3 separate regions of the Mus musculus genome follow, and regions 2 and 3 are each linked to region 1. A link is a contact called in public promoter capture Hi-C data. All regions are on one chromosome and are shown on one strand. The core of a region is the stretch at or near the end of the contact, and the rest is flanking DNA. Distances in the headings are between cores, read along the strand shown. Region 1 holds the start of Kcnk7 (potassium channel, subfamily K, member 7). Region 2 has its middle 18 kb from the start of Snx32. Region 3 holds the start of Tigd3 (tigger transposable element derived 3).

Region 1 (4,012 bases), core at 1,082-3,581:
CACTGGGCCCAAAGAATTTCACCATGGCACGGACCTGAGGCAGCTCTGAGAAGGTCTCTACTGCTAACAACATGGCCAGGAGCCCCAGGAGCAAGTAACCTGGGGAGAAGAGGCAGTAGGGGCAGCTCTTAGGGTGCTCAGAATACCCCCCCCCCCACTTCCCAGTGTGACCATCCACCCTGGCACTACTTGAAACTCTCAACATGGCTCCCAGTGTTCTTTAAACTACAACACCCATTTTGTGCCCTAGGGTAGGATCTCTGTGAATTGTAGTCCCTAGTGGTCTATGGGAGTTGTAGTCCAGACCCTCTCTACCCTCCTCTTTTCTGGACTCACCAAGAAGTGCAAACTGCCCAAGGTGGTAAATGGCTGGGTGCAGGCCACGTCCATGGGCAGGCAGCAAGTCTCCTAGGCCGATCGTGCTGAGTGAGCCGAAACAGAAGTAGATGGCTTCTAGCAGGCTGCAGTCACCCTGTACACCCCACAGCACCAGTGCTGGCAGCAGCATGAAGACACAGGCCACCAGGAGGCCCAGTCCTGCTGCCTGTAGCAGAGCAGCCTGAGCTGGTGCCAGCTGCCAGCGAATGGCTACCCAGTCACCTGGGCGACTGAACACAGGCAGCAAGCAGTGGCGCAGGGCAGCCACAAGTGCTAGAGAGGCTGGCAGCCCAAGGGCTGCATAGACCACACAGAAGGCCTTTCCACCTGAGGAGAGTGGGGCCATGTGGCCATAACCTGGAAAAGAGAGAGAAGAGGGCAGCAAGCTTTTGAGTGGGCTGCCCCTGGCGGTCACTTTTTCTCCATCACCTCCCACAGAAGTCTGCCTTTTGGTGATGACATGAATGCTTCAGGCTGGGGTCCTCTTTTCACTGGATGGTGGACTGGCTTCTTAACCTCACTGGGTTACTGTTGTCTTTTCTGGAAAATTAATTCTGAAGACAGATGCCCTAGGCTGTCTGTAGCTGGAACAATTTAAAGCTGATTCTGGCTTTGAGAGACCCTTCCTCTTTATCTGTACTTCAGATGGAGACCAGGGAGCCCCATGCCTTCTAGGCAAGCGCTCCACAACTAATGTCTCCCCAGCCAGATCCTGACTTCCTGGGTTTGTCAGTTCTTATTTTTACCATTATTTCCAAATCTTCAACCTGTGGCATGCCATCCGCCTTCTTTCCCCAAATGTGTATCTGCCCGGGCTCTGGGTTATGGGAGGGAAGCAGGCAAGGGAACAAGACGTTCTGAAAAGAGGCAGCATGCACGAGAGACAGCATTTAGAGCCAGAGAAGCAGGGAGCAAGAAAGGGAGAGGTAGGAGACTGGGGCATGCTGGGAGAACAAGATCAGCAGGGTCCATGGGTTACAAAGGCCAAAGCTCCTAGGAGTCAGCTGTGAGGTAAGAGTGTAGTGAAGACTGGGTGGGCCAGCGGCCATGTGGTCTAGAGGCAGGCTCCATCCTGCTCCAGCCAATTGGAAAGGAAGTTAGAGATACATATTTCACTTTGAAAAGTATTTAGACTATTAGCAGGACAATGAAACAAAACCAACCCCCTAGGACTAGTTCTGTGCCTAAGCACATCTGTTCTCTTAGCCAGGAATTTCGCTAACCCGACCTACTTCTGCACCCTGTTCACTGGGCTCTGAGCACATCATCACCACTTCCTCCCCTCAGACTTCCTCGAGGGCGGCTCTAAGCTGTGCTTCCTACAGCATCTCTCTAGCCAAGAGTCTATCCCACCCAGATGTATTCTCTGTCTGGCTTCAGGCCTATGTGACCCGGGTTTCTCTGCTGGATGCAGAGTGCTGAGGGGCGGGGCTGGGGAGGCCACACCCCTCCTGGCAGCTTAAGTGGAGGCACCAGTTGGGGTGTGTTGTGTGGGGAGCCCCACTTGTGATGTCAGGTCTGATAGAGCCGTGGCTTTGTCTGGAGCTTTGGGGTGGGGGAAGGGCTTGCACCCTAGAGCTCTTGGGTCCTCCTCCTGGTTTGCTTGGTGGTAGTGGTGGTAGTGCCTACCGGTGGTGGTGAGGATGCTGGCAGTGAACAGCAGAGCTGAGGGCAGATCCCAGTTGCTTGTCTCTGAGCTGTTGCCCAGGCTGGAAACTCCATGGGCCTGTGCTCTCAGGACCGCACCTAGCAGCTCCTCCAGGGCCTCAGGTGGCAAGCAGGCCCTGTGCTCTGCCTGGAAGCTAGCCAGTTCAGCCTGGACCTGGGCCTGGAGGTGGCGAGCTGGAGGGCCCTCCAGGGCCTGAAGCACCACAGCCCCAAGGCCCATGGCCAGCAGGTGGGCCATAAGCAGGAGCAGGTATCGGGCCCATGGTTTCAGACTCCCCATAGCATGGCACTGAGTCTGGGAAGGTGAGGGAGTAGGCTAAGCCACCAGTGGCACCAGGGAGGGGCTGCGAAGGGCGTGGCGGGGAGGAGGTGCTGCGTGGGTAGGCGGCTGAGATGACTAGAATGAACGTGAATGAGGGAGGTGAGCCACAGCACGCCCAGTTTCTGGGGCAAGACATGGCAGCCGGGCACTGGGGGTGGGCGGAGGAAGACACTGTGGTGAGAAGACTGACTGGGTGAGAAAAGCCTGGAGAGATCCTCACACGAACGTACGCAAAGTCACGCCTCCTTGGTCACATATGCATCACTCATTCAGACACCAGGGAAGATGACAGACACAGGTTTGTCCTCTCCTGCTGCTCCCATAAGAAATCTGCTGACAAACTACCAGGGAGCAGCCTGCGGGGAGGGCAAACTTCCCAGGAAAACTCTTTGAAGGAAGTAATATTCCAACCAGAGAACAAGCTAGTTATGGTGCTGGAAAGATGGTCTGCTGTGAGGAACACTTGCTGTTCTTCCAGAGGACCTTGGTTCGATTCCTGGCACCTACATGGTGGCTCACGACTGCCAGTGACTCTAGTTCCAGGTTACCTGAGAGCCTTCCCCTGGCACAGGTATACCAGGTACACTTGTGGTAAAGACCCATGCAGGCAAAACAGCAATCTATATAAAAATATAGGGCCAAGTGTGATGGCGAATGCCTTCAAGATTTCTGTGAGTTCAAGGCTAACCTGATCTACAAAGCAGGTTCGAAGTCAGGGCAATAGAGTAAGATTGTCTAAAATAAAATAAAAGTTTAAAGATAACATCAGGGAAAAAGTCATATAGGAGTCAGAGACCAACCATGAAGAAGGGGCTGAGGAGACAGGTTGTTGTTGGCAAGTAGACCAAAGATCTTGTGAGGATGCTGAAGCATTCTGGGTGGGACAGTGATCGCCTAAGCAGAGGGTGGGAGAGGCTCTGTGGGACTCAGAATAGACACAGTTGGAGAGAGCATGAGGTAAGGGCGCTTGGTGTTCCTGACTCTTTGTTCTGGCTCTTGCTGCAGATCTCCTGCCTCTGCCTGGCTGGACTGCAGACCTGGAATGGCTACTTTGTGTAAATTGGGGGAGCTTCATTCATAAACCATGGAAGGACTGCCCTAAGGCATTGACTGGGTGGGAACCTCAAGGCCAGGTCCAGGCCACCAGGGAGGGTCACCATGCTTCCAGGTGGGTGGGCTTCCCCATATCCAGAATATGAGAGGCAAACCCAGGGCAAACCCTTGAGATTTTTCCCAGAGGTGAGTATCTCCCTGGGGTGAAGACGACACATCCTGGGAAAGGTTCCTAGAGATGACATCGCAGCTGGGCCTAGCAGGCAGACAGGGACCACCGGCAACAAGGAACCTCCGGGCAAAGCATCACTTGAATGGTAGAGATGGCTCAAGGAAAAGCCTGGCAATGGTGAGAGGCTGGCTGGGCTGGGCCTTAGCGACTACCCAGTTGCTGGGCTTGGTCCTAGGAGAGGAGGCACAAGGCCTCCTAGCTCTGCCTCAGCTACTTATCTGCCCAGAGTTCTAGGGGCATGAAGACAAAACACCAGATTACCTCCAAGAAAGGTGACATTACATTTGGGGAGACAGCTTACAAGTTTATTTGGCTTCATTGGCTCCCCAAGCCAAGGCTCCAACCTTGGCGGGGCAGTA
Region 2 (4,001 bases), core at 199-2,698, 170 kb after region 1:
CCCAGTGCTGCCACGAGAGCCCTGGACACGAGCAAGCCCAGCATGGGCGACAGTAAAGTTGATTTCTGTAACAGTGTTCTCCCAAGCCCGCTTGCCTCAGCAGGACTCTCTCCAGACGGTCCCCACCACACACAGCTCCCTCTCCTCTCATTCTCACCTTTGATTTGTCTTTTATTGCCAAATAAAAAGCTTGCTACCTCAACAACAAAAAGGAAGACGGATTTCTACCCTGATACATCAAAAATCCTTTAAGGTTTCATAAACACAAGTAATTATTACAAAGGACTGGGGCCATAAGGAAAGAAATGGGATCCAGCTAGCGTGGAGCACTCTGGGGACTCTCGTCGCTGATGGCCCGCCCTTGCTGGGCCAGTCCGAAGGAGAAAAGGCCGGTGGCTGCTGACAGGTCTCTTAGATGCCTACGGTTTTAGAATTGACAACCAATAGATGATCTAACAAAGGCCATTGTGTCTTCTGTCTGAGAAGCAGAGACTGTCCCAGAAATCAGAGCGTATCTGCTTGTGCACAGGACAACTCTGAGAATAGGCCACTTTGCCACCTGCAGATCAGCACAAAGGTCTTTATATTGTCTCTCCCCGCTCTCGTTCCAGCTTATTCTCCTTAGACACCAAGTTCATTAAAGCAGACATTGAAACAGTTAAACCCAATCAATTTCTCTCCACTTTCCATTCTCACACCCATCAGCTCCCTCACTTAGGAGACGCACTTGCAGGAAATGAATATTCCTCTACATCTGCTAGCTCTGAGCAGGAGGAACGTCTTACAGTCTTGTATCAAACTGGCTCTTTCCGGATTAAAAAGTAATTATTCCAAAAGACGGCTTTATGGTTAAAATTAAACTAGCTGAAAGCTATTAGAACCTGGACTTTGGACAAATGCCAAAGAGGGCGCTCTGGGCATCTCTTGAGAAGGGGGAGAACTCACCAGAAAGAAATCTTAAGCAAATAAGCATATTAAAAAAAAAAAAATAGGGAAAATGCTGAAACCTGTTCCGCCACCCTCCCTCAGTTAGAGGCACTTCTAACATTAGGAAAGCGAAACCAGCTGTGGGTGGGGCAGACCTGCCAGGTCACCCTGCCTGAAGAAACCCAAGATTGTGCCTACATGAGGGACGTGCAGCCGTGGCACAGAGGCAACAACCAGCTGGCACTCTGTATGGCTGCTTGCCTGGGGACCCGGCACGAGAACTGGATGAGACAGGTCCATGTGTCTGTGGTCACTGGCTCGCTGTTTGAAGTTAACTTCAGTGACTTGCCCTGGTTTGTTATTCCACAGTTTGATTAAGGAACAAGCGGCTAGGAAAACAAAAGAGGGCACTAGCGTGCAAGGAAAAGCCCCAGGGCGCTGAAAGCTTGCTGGGTCAGGAGTACTGGAGTCCCAGTGGGTGTGGTGGGGTAGGGACCAGGGCACATTTGGTAGAGCCAAGACGGTTCCGCGGCGCCCTCTGCTGGTCGATTGCGACTACACCTGCGGCTAGACTGATGCTGGGCTGACCCTGAGCGCCTGCCGTTTTCCTTCTCATCCTGCCCTCTGCTGGACAAGAACCCTTTCCACCTCAATCAGGCCTCAGAAAATAAGGTGTGTTAGGCAGAAATCTGCTGGGGGCAGGGAGTGGGGGAGGTGGGAAGCATCTATAAAATGGTCACGGTGGTCACACTACTGTCTGAGCTGTTCTCGAGTAGCAAATGAAATGCTCTTTTACTGGTGACTTTCTGCTTCCACCCTCATGTGGTCCTGCTCAGTTCCTTGGAAGATCTTTGACCCTATAAGAATTTCCGCTGTCTTGTTCACTATCTGACCTCCACCTCCACCTCTTCCATACTGAGGTTTGGGCTCAGGGCTAGCAAATGTTAGGTGAGCAGTCTGGCTGAGCTAAACCCCCAACTTCCTTCTTCTCTTCGAGACAGGAAGATCTGGACCTCATCCTACATCAGTCTCCTAGGTAGCTGGGGTCACAAGCCTGCACCACCATGCCAGTTCACAAGTATTCGTGGTCTTTAAAATTTTTTAATTTTTTAAAAAATCTGGACAGATGAACCATCAGTTAAGAACACTTGTTGCTCTTGCGGAGAACCCAGGTTTCGTTCCCAGAACCCACAAGGTGGCTCATGACCATCTGTAACTCCAATTCCCAAACATCAGATGCCCTCTTCTGGCCTCCATGGGCACCAGGCACTCTCACAGTGCACAGACAAACATGGAGGCAAAAATACCCATGCACATAAAATAAAATCTGAAGTACAAAATAAATTGTATCACATTATTTATTGTGTGGGAAGGGGAAGGCGTGTGGGGCTCACTGGCTCTCTGATGCAGCTCTGGAGGAATCAGCTGACTCCTTCCCCTGTGTGAGTTTCAGGAACAAAAACTTTACCTCCTGAGCCATTTGACCAGCTTTCACGAGTAAATACTTCTTCTTTCCCTCTCTTCTTCCTTCCTCGTTCCTTTCCTTCCTCCTTTCCCAGGATTTCAGGTATTCCAGGCTGACCTTGCTATGTGGCCAATTACGACTTTAAACCACTCGTCCTCCTGTGTCCACCTCCTAAGTACTGCGATTACAGGCATGCTTTACCACACTTAGTTTACCAGTGTGGGAATTAAACCAAGGGCTTCACGCTTGCTGGGCAAACAGTCAGCCAAGCTACATCCCTAGGCTCCGAACAGCCTTTCCGACAAGTCCGACATAAATTAATCTGCTGTTGATTATATGCTCAGTGTATAAAACTCCTACTAGCCTCTCTGTTCCCTGGGTAAACATATTACTGTATCCTTAGCACCTACCTACCATAGTACAGTACTCAGTGGTGTACTTGTATGTAGGTGCTTGGTAATACCTATTGAATCAACGCATAGATGAATCAATCATAGGAACTGGTATACAACAGCCGGAAATGGAAATAACAAGGTCAGACAGCTCGGGAAGAGGGACTCTATTTTAGGAGAGGTGGCATGGTGACGTATGTTCTTAATTCCTGCACTTGAAAGGCTGAAGCAGGGAGGACTCTGTGAGGTCAGCCTGGTCTACACAGTGAGTTCTAGGCCGGCCAGAGCTACATGGTGAGACCCTGTCTCACACAGCACCATGAAGGGCTGAGGGGATGGCTCAGCTCTAGTTGAACAAGCCTGAGAGCCTGAATTCAGTCTTTGGTTCCTGACAACCACAGTGGAAAGGAAGAACTGACTCCTAAAGTCGGCATCTGACTTCCACATGAGCACTACAACACACACAGGCTGTGGCACACATAATGTCCGCTCACGTCCACATGTGTAAACATACACACTAGTAATACATTTTAATATGGGGCGGGGAGGCATCTTCGCAGCTGAGCACCTGGACAGCATGTGTGATGCCTTAGGTTCACTCTCAGAACAAGCAACAAACGCAAGCAGGAGGGCCTTTCATTTTGAACGAGAGTCTGAAACACATTCTGAACCCACGAGGTGCTGGTTTCACAACATAGCAAATGCAGTAAACGCCACTAGACTGCAACTTTACAATCTAATTATAGTTATATGAATCCCAACTCAATAATGAAAAATGAAAGGACATGATTGTAACGTAATAATTATGATCATTGATCGGTAAACAGTACAAATCCTGAGTAAGTTGGCACGCAGAGCACGACTCTCATGCGCCTTGTGGTTTACACACATGGTTTACTGAAGAGATCCCCTCCAGCAAGCCACAAGTGCACACGGGAATAGATGACACCATAGATAATCCCAGTGGGCCTGGACACACATCCTGTCAAAAGCTCTGTGCCCACTGCCCCTACTTCTTTCTCAGTCTGCTCTATATCAATTCATCAAAAAGATCTTCCTGGACTAGAGAGACGGTTCAGCGGTTAAGAGCACTGACTGCTCTTCCAGAGGTCCTGAGTTCAATTCCCAGCAACCACATGGAGGCTCACAACCATCTGTAATAGATCTGACGTCCTCTTCTGGTGTGTCTGAAGTCAGTGACAGTGTATTCATATAAA
Region 3 (4,054 bases), core at 1,000-3,499, 190 kb before region 1:
TCCAGCCCAAATATTAACATCTTAAAAACATGAGCTTGGCCATGGAGGCACAGGCCTTTAGACCTAGCACTCAGGAGTCAAGGCTAGGCTGGTGTACAGAGCAAGTTCCAGGACAGCCAGGCTAAATATGGAGACTTTTTTTTTTTTAGATCTGTTTGTTTGTTTGTTTGTTTGTTTGTTTCGAGACAGGGTTTCTCTGTTGTAGCCCTGGCTCTCCTGGAACTCACTCTGTAGACCAAGCTGGCCTCAAACTCAGAAATCCTCCTGCCTCTGCCTCCCAAGTGCTGGGATTAAAGGTGTGGGCCACCACGCCCGGTTATTTTTAAAATTTTATTTATATGAGTAAACAGTAGCTGTCTTCAGACATACCAGAAGAGGGCATTGGGTTCCATTTCAGATGTTTGTAGGCCACCATGTGGTTGCTGGGAATTGAACTCAGAACCTCTGGAAGAGCAGTCAGTGTTCTTAACTGCTGAGCCATAGCTCCAGCCTCAGAAAACCCTGTTTTAAGAAAAAGTATTTGAGTATATGCATGTTAGTGCAGAGGCAGGATGAGAGGGTATCAGATCCCCTAGAGCTGAAATTACAAGCAGTTTTGAGTCACTGAACATTGGTCTTTGTGGGTTTTGTTTTGTTTTGAAGAAATATTTTGCCTGCATATAAGTCTGTGTACCAAGTATCCAAGATAGCCTGGAGCTGGAGTTAAAGGTGGTTTTGAGGGGCTGGGAATACAATCCAAGACCTTTAGAAGAGCAGACAGTGCTCTTCACCATCTCTTCAGCTCCTGAACTCTGGTCTCCTGTTTAAACTGCTAAACTATGTCACCAGCCCCACTTTGAGATTCTAAACAACTGGGAGATGGCTCAGCTAGTTAAAGCACTTTTCCCTTCTCTTCTCTTCTCTTCTCTTCTCTTCTCTTCTCTTCTCTTCTCTTCTCTCTTTTTTCCCCATTCATTTATTTATTGGCATCGTACCCCTGTCCAAGACAAGCACTTTGACTGTGAACCTGACCACCTGAATTTTGTCCCTGCATCCCAGATAAGGAGCTGGATGATGTGTGTTATTCCAGCACTCTTTTTTTTAAATTTATTTATTATATGTAAGTACACTGCAGCTATCTTCAGACACACCAGTCAGATCTCCTTAAGGATGGTTGTGAGCCACCATGTGGTTGCTGGGACTTGTACTCAGGACCTTCAGAAGAGCAGTCGGGTGCTCTTACCCGCTGAGCCATCTCACCAGCCCTTATTCCAGCACTCTTAGAGGGACATGGAAGTCAGAGACAGAATCTGCAGGAAGCTTAACATCCAACTGGGAGTATGCTACACAGCAAAGCCCTGCCTCAACAAGGAAGGGAACCCCTCCCAAACCTCTCTAGCTAAATACTTATATATCGACTGAAGTGTGCTCAGATTTTCCTAGAGCACCCTGAGGTCACTGTTGCCAGAGAAAGCTGAGCCCTGGCCTGCTACTGCACAGAGTTGTCTGGACTATGCACTGCCTGTTCTGCTATGTAGGCCAGGAGTACAGGGAGTCAGGCACTAATCCTTAGCAACTGAGTAGTCTTGAGGGCCAAAAAAGAAATGTGCAGATGAGACCACTAAAATAGATTTAAGAGAAAATATTTGGTTCGCAGGAGACGACACTTGGAGAGACTGACAGCATCCAGTGGTAAATGGATAGGCTCAAAACCTATGAAAAAGTGGGGTCCTGGCTGTTTAGGGGCAGGGAGGGCTAAGTTATCTACACCTAGTTACAAAGGAGGGAAGTGACTAACAGGAATTTAGATCTTGCCGTGACCCACCAAAACTGGTTAAAAAAAAAAATGTCCTTTCTTGCCACCGGTGTATTTTGTAGGCCGTTGGCAAGACCAGAGGCCAGCGCTGTCCATGGTAACTCTTTTGTGACTAAAAGCTTACATTCATTCATTTTCTCCTTTCATCTTGTTTCCAAAACAAATCCTGGAGGGCCGGTATCCCAGTTAGGTACCACGTAGGGATGGGGTCGAAATCACCTGGGTGGCTGTCAAGGCACGCCGGCTGGTCGACAAGTGATAGGCACTAAGGCCGGTTCTTCCCGCCAGACCCCTCCACTCAGGAAGCTCCTCCTCCGGAGGGCTGACAAACCGCCACTTCCACAGCATCCAATCAGATGTAACTGGAGGCGGGACAAGTTGCCGCTGATGGCTAATCAGTTTGTTAGGGCGGGGCTGCGGAGGGGCCGCGACGAGGTTTTCCCAGCCTTGAGAGACCCGGGTGAGGGCTGTGCGCGCTCTGCGCGCGCCCGCTCCAGAGCAGCCTCTCGGCGCGCTCTGTCCTCGGGTCGCGGCGCCCGTCACTCTCTGGTTCTGCTGAGGCCCAGGAACCTGGCTGGGGCAGGGACTGGAGGCGCGGGACGGCGCCTGGAGGTGGGTGCGGAGCGGGAGGCCCTGTAGCCGGGTGGGCGGGCGGGCTGGGGTCGACGCCTGTGTCCGTCCAGCCGACTGACGAGGGGTCAACTCAGCGAACCAGGGCGCAGAGCCCAGCGCTCGAGCCGCCTGCTTCCTGGCCGGTGCTCCCTTCTCTCTGATATCACTCCAGGCTATCACTGGGCAGAGGACACTTCTTCCCTTTTGCCCTCATCCTCCTCACCCTGTCTCCCTTTGTCGTCTTGGCATCTTCACTCTCCTGGTTGAACCGTTGGGTAGCTTTACCACCCCGCCTTGCCAGCGCCGAATTGTACTAGCGCCTTCAGACACCATCCATCTGGCTTTGTCATCTGTACCATCTCACCTGTTCATCTCGACTCTGTCCGTTCAGTCTACCACCTGCCTTCAGCCATCAAAATTCAACCTAGGTCCTCCTCCTCCTCATCTCCTCTCAGGGGACTCCTCCCTGGCACCCTGAATGTCCCCTACACCTGCCCCGCTCAGCCTCAGCCCCAGGCCTCTCCTTGTTTTTGCTCCTTTGTTGTCCCTGCAGCTGTCTCCTGGTTGTCTTTACAGCTGTGCTTTAGCCTCTATTCATCCTTCCACCCCATCAATACCAAACCCCAGCCCAGAATTCTCTCCACTTCGGACCAGAAACACTCGACTCTGCCAGCTCTCTTCTGGGTCTAGCCCTCTCCTCCCACAGCCTGGCCATCTCATGTCTCTTTCAGCTGGCCTGGTCTCCTCCAGCTTTCTGCATTCCAGAGAATTGCTCTGGCTTCAGGGGTCCCGACCTCTTCTGTTCTTCTTGCTCTCAGCCATTGGCACGCTCTCCTACTTTTCTTCCCCCAGCAGCTTCCCAGGGAGTCATGGAGCTGAACACCAAGAAGAAGCTTCACGCCCTGTCCCTGGCTGAGAAGATCCAGGTGCTGGAACTCTTGGATGAGTCTAAGATGTCCCAGTCAGAGGTGGCCCGGCGCTTCCAGGTCTCACAGCCCCAGATCTCACGGATCTGCAAGAATAAGGAGAAGCTGTTGGCAGACTGGTGCAGTGGCACAGCCAACCACGAGCGGAAGCGGAAGCGTGAATCCAAATACAGTGGGATCGATGAGGCTCTACTGTGCTGGTACCACATTGCCCGAGCCAAGGCCTGGGATGTAACGGGGCCCATGTTGCTCCACAAGGCCAAGGAACTGGCCGATATCATGGGCCAGGATTTCGTGCCTAGCATTGGCTGGCTGGTCCGCTGGAAACGTCGAAACAATGTGGGCTTTGGGACTCGCCAGGTCCTTGTCCCTCTGTTCCCTCCTGAAGCTCCTCCTGCAGTTCTCCCATCTCAGGCCCAGCCACCTCTTTCTCTTAAAGACTTCTCACCAGAAGATGTTTTTGGCTGTGCTGAAGTACCCTTGTTGTATCGCGCGGTGCCTGGCAGAGTGTTTGAATGTGATCGGTTGCAAGTACTGTTATGTGCCAACAGCAGAGGCACAGAAAAGCGAAGGGTATTTGTGGGTGGGCTCCAGGCGGCCCCAAGATGCTTCTTTGGGGTGAGCAGTGAGGCACTGCCTACCTCTTATCACCCTGACCTAGCCATTCCCTGGTCAGAGTGGCTGGCACAGTTTGACCAGGACATGGGACAGCAGGGCCGAC

Evidence for each region. Promoter capture Hi-C pulls out the DNA fragments that hold promoters and counts their contacts. Capture Hi-C pulls out chosen DNA fragments and counts their contacts.
Region 2: a promoter capture Hi-C map of neural stem cells shows a contact between it and region 1. The contact joins the enhancer-like site here to the promoter of Kcnk7 in region 1. A contact is called at or near these places in 16 of 39 promoter capture datasets (the 3T3-L1 cell line, 3T3-L1-derived adipocytes, the C10 cell line and 9 more), 1 of 15 datasets of contacts at CTCF or cohesin (large pre-B cells), 8 of 484 Hi-C or Micro-C datasets (Th1 cells, bone marrow-derived macrophages, embryonic stem cells and 2 more), 9 of 115 datasets of contacts at active chromatin or transcription factors (the HPC-7 cell line, Th17 cells, bone marrow-derived macrophages and 5 more) and 4 of 9 other capture datasets (adipose tissue, embryonic stem cells, liver and 1 more).
Region 3: a contact with region 1 is called in a promoter capture Hi-C map of adipose tissue. The contact joins the promoter of Tigd3 here to the promoter of Kcnk7 in region 1. A contact is called at or near these places in 21 of 39 promoter capture datasets (the 3T3-L1 cell line, 3T3-L1-derived adipocytes, the C10 cell line and 11 more), 3 of 15 datasets of contacts at CTCF or cohesin (large pre-B cells, pro-B cells and stem cell-derived epiblast-like cells), 45 of 484 Hi-C or Micro-C datasets (3T3-L1-derived adipocytes, the AML12 cell line, the Ba/F3 cell line and 27 more), 9 of 115 datasets of contacts at active chromatin or transcription factors (astrocytes, craniofacial prominence, embryonic forebrain and 6 more) and 4 of 9 other capture datasets (adipose tissue, embryonic stem cells, liver and 1 more).

Annotation. Positions count from the first base shown.
Region 1 is chr19:5,702,790-5,706,801 of GRCm38.p6, reverse strand. Kcnk7 (potassium channel, subfamily K, member 7) reads right to left here and starts at 2,331. Exons shown (of 3, transcript NM_010609.3): 1 at 2,008-2,331; 2 at 337-735; 3 at 1-99. The coding sequence starts at 2,326. Map3k11 (mitogen-activated protein kinase kinase kinase 11) reads right to left here. Exons shown (of 12, transcript NM_022012.3): 12 at 3,937-4,012.
Region 2 is chr19:5,526,983-5,530,983 of GRCm38.p6, reverse strand. It overlaps the pseudogene Gm31166. Among named protein-coding and RNA genes, the nearest start is that of Snx32, 18 kb to the right of the region's middle. Within about 2 kb of position 1,448, at least 107 of the 459 cell types and tissues checked have an H3K27ac peak or open chromatin away from gene starts, as enhancers often do. A contact at or near this core is called in Th1 cells, Th17 cells, adipose tissue and 5 more, where this site is marked.
Region 3 is chr19:5,892,323-5,896,376 of GRCm38.p6, reverse strand. Tigd3 (tigger transposable element derived 3) reads left to right here and starts at 2,249. Exons shown (of 2, transcript NM_001362045.1): 1 at 2,249-2,407; 2 at 3,260-4,054. The coding sequence starts at 3,277.